Linked DNA regions of Mus musculus: region 2 is linked to region 1. The links are chromatin contacts, called in public HiChIP or PLAC-seq maps. All regions are on one chromosome and are shown on one strand. Each heading gives the region's core, a stretch centred on a gene start, on an enhancer-like site or on the middle of the called end of the contact. The rest is flanking DNA. Distances are from core to core; before and after follow the strand shown. Region 1 has its middle 17 kb from the start of Capn13. Region 2 overlaps Galnt14 (polypeptide N-acetylgalactosaminyltransferase 14).

What was found. HiChIP or PLAC-seq counts read pairs in DNA pulled down with a chosen protein or histone mark.
Region 2: an H3K27ac HiChIP or PLAC-seq map of large pre-B cells shows a contact between it and region 1, with 2.2 times the contacts expected there. The contact joins two enhancer-like sites. A contact is called at or near these places in 2 of 39 promoter capture datasets (the C10 cell line and stem cell-derived epiblast-like cells), 1 of 15 datasets of contacts at CTCF or cohesin (large pre-B cells), 1 of 115 datasets of contacts at active chromatin or transcription factors (large pre-B cells) and 2 of 9 other capture datasets (adipose tissue and liver).

The regions. Positions count from the first base shown.
Region 1 is chr17:73,414,506-73,418,444 of GRCm38.p6, forward strand. No RefSeq gene overlaps it. Among named protein-coding and RNA genes, the nearest start is that of Capn13, 17 kb to the left of the region's middle. Within about 2 kb of position 2,091, at least 26 of the 459 cell types and tissues checked have an H3K27ac peak or open chromatin away from gene starts, as enhancers often do.
Region 2 is chr17:73,640,729-73,644,667 of GRCm38.p6, forward strand. All of the region lies in intron 1 of Galnt14 (polypeptide N-acetylgalactosaminyltransferase 14), which reads right to left. Among named protein-coding and RNA genes, the nearest start is that of Gm46602, 25 kb to the right of the region's middle. Within about 2 kb of position 2,328, at least 6 of the 459 cell types and tissues checked have an H3K27ac peak or open chromatin away from gene starts, as enhancers often do.

The sequences.
Region 1 (3,939 bases), core at 841-3,340:
TTACATTCTCTTTCTTTAGTGTGCATGTCACATCAGTACAAGCTGTAGCCCACAAAGCAGTGAGGGACCCTGGAGTAGAAACTGCCTTTCCACAGACATCTCTCTTTCCAGGAAAATATCCTGAAATTCTAATCTGTTGATATATTGCCAAGCATAGCGATTTAGCTGGCAAAATGCCTTATCGTAAATGTGGGTGGAAATTAACTTTGATGATTGTAAAGCAATGTGAACTCAGAGGTGTTTTCCTATGGAGAGGCATGGTGAGTTTTCCACCCTAACGAATGGAAAGTTAGGGTGAAACCCTTAAAGTCTGCTCCTAAGCCCAGATGGATGGCTCTGGGATGGAAAATGGCAGATGGCATGGATTAATCATTTGAAGATTTTTTTCATCTTTTCTCAGTCATTGGAGTTGTTTCTTCAAATTTTAGTTGGAAGCACAAATTAATTTTTTTAAATGAGTTGCTCCAGCTTAAAAATGGGCAAGTGACTCAAATGTTTCCCCCAAAATAGGTAGAGAAGTGGCCAATCAACACAGGATAAGATCATTACCATCCAAAGGCATCAGAGAAATGGGAACCCAAAGCATGGTGAAATACCACCTCTCAGATAACTGGTACCCACAAACAACAGCAGACAGAAAATAGTGTTGTCAATGATTTGGAGAAATTAGAACCTTGTGCTGGGCTGGACCACATGACTGATATGGCGAGTGTCTCAGTAGAGCAAAGCGAGAAACACTGTATAACTTTGAAATTCCCCTTCTGGGTGGGTACACAAAAGCTGGCGAGAGCAGTAGCTCAAGGAGATATTTGAGTAGCTATTGGTAACCATAGTAGGATTTACAACACTCAACCATGAAAATAACCCTGTATCCATTGATGGCTAAAATGTGGCTTATATGCACAATGAAATATTTTCATCTTCAAAAGGTGGGAACCCTGACATGTGCTACTGCATGGATGAATCTTGGAGATGCTATGTTAAGTGGATAAGCCAGCCACAAAAAGGACAAACACTGTAGGACTCTACAAAGATAGATACCTACAGAAGTTACATTGATGTTATGTGTGTCTGTATGACCACAATAATAGGCATATATGTTACATGTATATAACTTACTAAGAGATTCTCTGGATTTATTTTTGTGTTTACTTATTTTGTATGCATATGTGTGGAGCATATGCACATAGGATGTATGTATTCTGTAGTTTTTATGTAGAGGCCGGAAGACAACCGGCAGGAGTTGTTCTCTTCTTCCACCATGTGGATCCTAAGGACCCAACTCAGCAAGTGTCCACTGAACCATTTCTCTGAACCCCGTGCTTGGATATTTAAATAAATCTGTTTTCTGTATTAGGGCTTCCAATAAAGGTTTTGGTACACACTTCTCCTAGACACATAGTGTTTTACTTATGTACCTCATAGGAATCTGAAAGAAGTCAGGGCTATGGCCAACAGATGTCACACATTGGCCTTGGATAGCCAAGATCCCCAGCAGAGCTGTCACGCCTGCCTGAGATGTGTCATTAAAACAGGTGAGCAGTTCCTGTACCCTACTGTGCCCTCTCTCCTTTGCCAGCTAGTAAATGGAATGTTCTGTTTTTCTATGTTATAAAACAACATAAACAGTCATAATGAAATACAACCTCCTTCTCAGGAATTCACTATCTGTAGGCTGGAGGGATTGCTCAGCGGTTAAGAACACTTGCTGTTCTTTCAGAAGATGTGAGTTTGTTTCCCACCCTCCACATAGCAGCTAACATCCATTTATAACACTAGTTCAAGGGGGGGTCTGATGTGGGTGCTACATGTATGTAGTGCACAGACATGCATGTGGCAAAACATTCATACACAGAACATAAAAATAATCCTTAAAAAAATTCATTGCTGAATGTGACTCTGAAGCAGTGCCTCTCAACTTCCCTAGCGATGTGAGCCCCCAAACATAAAGTATTTCTGTTGCTACTTCATAACTGTCGCTTTGCTATTGTTATGAATTGTAATGTAAATATCTATGTTTCCCAATGGTCTTAGGCAACCCCTGTGAAAGGGTTGTTTGACCCCGAAAGGGGAAGTGGCCCACAGGTTGAGAGCCACCACTCTGAAGTGTATCAGAAAACTCATCCAAGAATTAACCCCAATCTCAAATGCAAGAGCATCATGTTACTGTGAGCCACTAACAGGTTTAGGGGAAATAGTTGCTTCTTGAGTCTCTCAGCACTGAGGTAAATGTGCCCAGCTCGGATCACCAGGTCGATTGCAGCTGGGCCTACAAACAGATTGATCTTCCCCACCCCCACCCCCACCCCCAGGGCCTGGCACTGTTTAAAAGCTCTTTCCTCCATTGGTTCTTGAGAGAAAATTGGGTCTGAACTACTGAAAGGAGGAGGGCATTGTTGCTTAGTGTCAAATTTTTATGAGAAAACAAAGATTCTAGAAAGTTTCATATTGCCATTTTTTAAAAGAGGAATTAGTCTAAGTAAATGACCCAAAGTTTCCTGTCATCTATTTTAAGGAGACAATTTAATGTTATTTGCGAAGACTCAGTAAGGTTTTGTCAGTCTGAATCTTGGACGCAGTTTGCAAACCGGTCCGTTATGTGACAATGGAGATGTAATGTCCTGATTTCCCCGCGGACGATGTTCCATTTCTGAAATTTCTTTTTAAACTGTGTGTTTTTTTTTAATTCAGTAGAGGTTTAAGAAGAAAAATATGCAGATAATAAGATCTAACCTTGGTTAGCATGCAGGGATAAATCCTTTTTAAATGGCCTATTAGCTTCTTTTGTGAGGATGCAGGGTGTTGGGGGTAGGGGGCATCCACATGTAAAGTCCATTAAGTGGGGTGAATGACCCATGAGAACTTGGTTTTGGAGAGAATTGATTTAAAGTGGTGCATTTAGGAATGAGTCTCAGTATATTTGTGGGATTTCTCCTAAAATTGGTTTCTGTTTATTATCTGTCTTTTCTCTTTTGGAAGATGTATTTACATGCTAACAGGGTTGAAAGTGTTGAAATGAGTCACATCAAATGAGTGAGTTTCCAGGAGGAGGGGTGTGTTGATGCCAGAAAAAGAACCTCATAATTCCCCAGGGAGGAAATGGGGGAGGGGAACCTCAGAAAGTGTGAAAGCACATGGATAATGGACAGGAAACTAGTTCTCCCACTTCATTGCCAGGAGGTGGGTAAATTATGAAATGCACCCTCAGGGGATTAGCGTAAGGCCATTGCATTTAATTTTACTAAGAGTAAACGATGACAAGTGCTTATAAAGCTTCCTCACCATCAGGCAATTATGCGAAGTTTTATGATAATCATGTGAAAAGAAGAAGGAGGAGGAGGAGGAGGAGGAAGAGGAGGAGGAGGAGGGCTCACAATACAAAGCCTGTAACTTACATTAGAGATCAAGATGATAGGTTATTTTCTCTTTGTTTGCTTGTAAATTTTCATCATATATTTCTTCAAGATGACAATCACTATTTTCTTTTCTATTTTTTCATTAACTAATTTATTTATTCATTTTACATTCCGATCACTGCACCCCCTGGTCCCGGTCCCTGACCCCCCCCCCCCCCGCCCTTACACAATCCCTATCCATTTCTTTCTATCCTTCTTCTCTGAAAGGGTGGAGCCCACTCCCAACCCCACCCCCTCACCCTTGCACATCAAGTCCCTGCAAGGCTAGGTACATCCTCTCCCACTGAGGCCAGACAAGACAGCCTAGCTAGGGGAATGGGATCTACAGACAGCTTTAGGGACAGCATCTGCTCCAGTTGTAGGGGGACATGCATGAAGAATAAGCTGCACTTTTGCTACGTATGTGCAAGATATGGGTAAGGTGGGGTGCGCCCCTGTGTGCTCTTTGGTTAGTGCTTCAGTCTCAGAGAGCCCCCAAAGGTCCAGGTTAGTTGACTCTGTTAGTCTTCCTATGAAGTTCCTA
Region 2 (3,939 bases), core at 1,078-3,577, 230 kb after region 1:
TAACTTGGGCCTCAGACTCTGCCCAGTCTCAGCTACATTGCCCCAGCAAACTCAGAGCTCCAAGTTTCCACATCACTGTGCAAGTGAGAAAATAAGCAGGCATGCCAGTGTTGACTCTGTCAGGTATTCATCCTACCTAGAATATTCCTTCATCTATTTCTTTACCTTGGAAGTCTAGTTTTCTGCCCCATTAAGAATACAGTTGCCCCCACCTGGTGCCACACAGCCCCAAGGCCGGAAGCAAGCCTGAGAGGAGACTTCTCCCTGGAGCCCAAGATCACCCCTAGCGGAGCACCATGGAGGCCCAGGTGGGCAGACCACACCAGAGACGACCCTTGCACGGTGCCAGATGACACAGGTAGGGCACAGAACTCCGGAGAGCACTCCTGAGATGATCCCAGACACCCAGTGTCCCTAGAAACCACTCGGATGAGCAAGAAACTGGTGGAGAAATAGAAGTTGAAGAGAAGTGGAAGGAAGTGGGCACAATGAAGAAAAGATGATCCGGAGACTGCAAGGTAGTAAGGACGACCTGATGTGAGGATTCAGTGATGTCGCCTAAGGTCTTGGTCTGTGCCATGGAGGGCAATGTCAGGGTCTATGGTCCTGCAGCCACAGGTGTCTGTTACCACCAAAGACCAGGCATACATCTTTGGTCTGGGTTGCAACCTGGGACCATGTTGATGTCTGAGAGCTGTGCAGAAATGGCCCACCCCTTCACCTGGGCATCATGGTTGTCATGAGAGCAGGAGAGCTGCCCCTGCCCCTCGCCAACTGCAGCACTCGAGAGAATGGGTCCTATATCTCACCTGGGAAGCACAGTAAAACTGACCCTAGTGGTAGGTCACTGGCAAGATGGTTAGGAGGGTGTGAGCACGGGAGAACTGGCCCTGACACTTGTCTGCCATGTGCTGGTGGTGAAGAGGGAGAGATGCCATCCTCCCCTCTTCATTCCTCGCCATCTAAAACAGTTAGGAGAGCTGGTGCTATCCTTTGCCAGCTGCAACACGCAGGAGAGCGGGCTCTGCACCTAGCGTGGGCAGCAAAGTGGAGCTGGCCTTGGGTGTGGGGACTGTGGGTGAGCCAGCCCTGATGGCATAAGAGCAGGAGAGCTGTCCTAGACTTTGCCTGCTGTAGCACTTTGGAGAGTGGACCCTGCACCTCACTTGGGCAAGAGAGTAGAGCTGGCCCTGACAACTTAGGCATGGGTGAGCCAGCCCCGAGAGCATGAGATTGAGAGAGCTGTCTCTGCCCGTTGCTGGGTAAACGCTGGAGAACCCCTGAACTTTCTGGGTACAGGAGAGATCTGGCAGGCTGACCAGCTCAGATTCCTCCCAGGCCCAAGTTCAAGGTTTTGAGTTGACCCACCCCAGCATCCACCCCATCTATGAACTGCTGTCGTGTGTGAAGGGGTAGGCCCTGCAGATCCAAAGCTGCAGGATCTCCATGATGCAGAGCAACAACAGGATATCCAAGAGGAGTCCCAGGGAGGATCCTGTATTGATGGTGTAGCAGAAGCCCCAGGCCTCAAACCAGGTGAATGAGTCCCTGTAAGAAACATTTACAAGCAAAGAAGTACGGACAAAAGGGCACAGTGTGGGACGCACTGTGACACACTACAGCTTCCACAATAAGATATTTTTTCTTTTGGTGGGGGGAGTTTGCAATGGTGGGGGGAAGGGGATAGGTAGATGCGTGGGATTGGGGAGGGTTTTGTTTGTTTGTTTTGTTTTTAAGAATAAAGTCATTGTGACTCACTCTGTAGTGTGTTTGCCTCCTTTCTTGGAGTCATCCCTATACCTTATAACTTTGTCATCTGCTCCTAGGGACCTACTGTCACTACCCATAGTATACAGTCCCCAAAGACACAAGACTTTCATTTATTCACATGCCAGCATTTATTAAAATCCCTAAAACAAAGTGGTTTCAATAGGTTCTCGAAAATGATTTGAATTTTGTCTGATAATCCTAAGAGATTATTTTTCTTGCATATAAAAAGATTGCAGAAGTCAATTCTGTAGGAGGAGGCTACTACATTTAAAACGAGAATTTCATTCTTTTCTCCTCCCTGATGGGCAAAGAGTCCCTTTGATGAACTGCAAGAGAGGAGTGAAATGGCAAGAGTCTGCCTCATTGGGCATGTCTTGACATCTAGACATCTCATCTGGACTGGTAGATGACAGCAGTCCTCCTAGACCAACAGACTCGAACCTCGGACTCGAACCTCGGTGTTGGTGGAGTGGCTACAGACATCAACTGGGTATAAATCTATCTTAGATTCCTACTGTGTGTGAGGGAAAACATCACACAGGAAAGGATGTCTCTGCCCACACAGCTTTCACTGGCTCCCTGGGGAATCCTGCCACATGCACAAAAACAATGAAGGCAGGGAGATAAGACGATATTATTTCTACAATATTAGCTCTAGAAGCAACTTCCAGGGTCAACTGTTTTGTTGTTTTCTAGAAATCCTTCAGAATTCCTCTAGGACACAGAGGGAAACATAGTACCTACTTAAACTCTGCTTCCCCTAACCAGTGGCACCCCACTTCACTCAGACACAGTCCTAGAAAATGGAAACAAGCTTAAGGGATTCTACTGTGAGAGTTATGAGAAAATCACCATCTATTTTAATTTCTTTCATTTTCCATCTGACTTACAGAGAACCCAACAATGGATTTATACATGTGAAAACAAACAAAACAAGACAAAACAAAACAAAAAAATCAAAGCATGAAGAGCCTAGATTTTTGTTGGTCTGAAACTGGATCTGGCTAGATGTGACCACACCTAGAGATCTTCAACCAGGAAGGCCATCCAACCAGAGCAAACAGAGTTCTCTAACCCAGCACCACAGCCCACAATGCTTCCAAGAAGTGGCTCTGCTTTAAATAAATGCCACGGGGGGGGGGGGGGCGCGAGGGGCCCAGCGGAAGGAGGAATAAGTGTGTTTTTCAAACGTGTAGAGCCAGGTCATCTCCTGGGAATGACTTTTCCTTCATCTTTATCGATCTCCAGAATAAACAGGGTTGAGAAGGAGAGGAGGGAGAGGGTGTCAGCACGCTTGGAGATTTGTCTCTTCCATTGCCTGCAGATGAAGCACTCACACTTTTCAGTCTGGCTGAGCCTCTCCTGAGAAGATAGGAGGCGGGTGAGGAAAAGGCCAGAATTAAGCCCCCACTGGACCATGCTTTCCAGATGAGCCTAGAGGCCCTCGGGCTCCAGCCAGTCTCTGTGGAGCCTGCCCATTGTCATCCACTCCTTTAGTATTCTAACCAAGCCCAGGGGGTGATGACTTAGTAGGCAGCTAAGCTTGCTGAACAAGGATAAGGTTCTAAGCTTCATCCATGTGAAAAGCCAGGCATGGTCTGCACACCTGTGACTCTAGCACTATGGGGGTGGGGGAGGCAGAGTCAGCAGAGAGGCTATACAGTGATGGGAGGATCCTTGGGGCTTGCTGGACAGCTACCCTAGTCAAAAAAATAAAAGGTTAAAAACATCAGCTTCATGTTCATCAAGAGACCCTGTGTCAAGGGGATATGATGAGGATCAATACAGGAAAATGTCCTCCCCTGGCCTCTGGATGGCACACATAGCCATATACACATGTGCATAGAAAAAGAAATAGCATTAATGGGGGTCTAATGCCTTAAGACCCCAGAGCCTTGAAAGTAGAGTTGTTTAGTGCATGTGCACAGACAAAGAAATAGCATTCCAACGATATCCAATGCCTTAAAGACCCCAGAGTCTTGAAAGTAGAGGTATCTGGTGTTTTATAGGCACTCCTAAACTCCCTCTTCTTCTCTCCACCTTCCAGTGAGTTAAGATGACAGTGAGATAAAATCCGGATGTAGGCTGATCTAAACTGGTTTTCCCTGTATCACAGCTATGGGACTCTATGAGAGTCAGTGGGCTCTACTTTCTGCATCAAGAAATTGG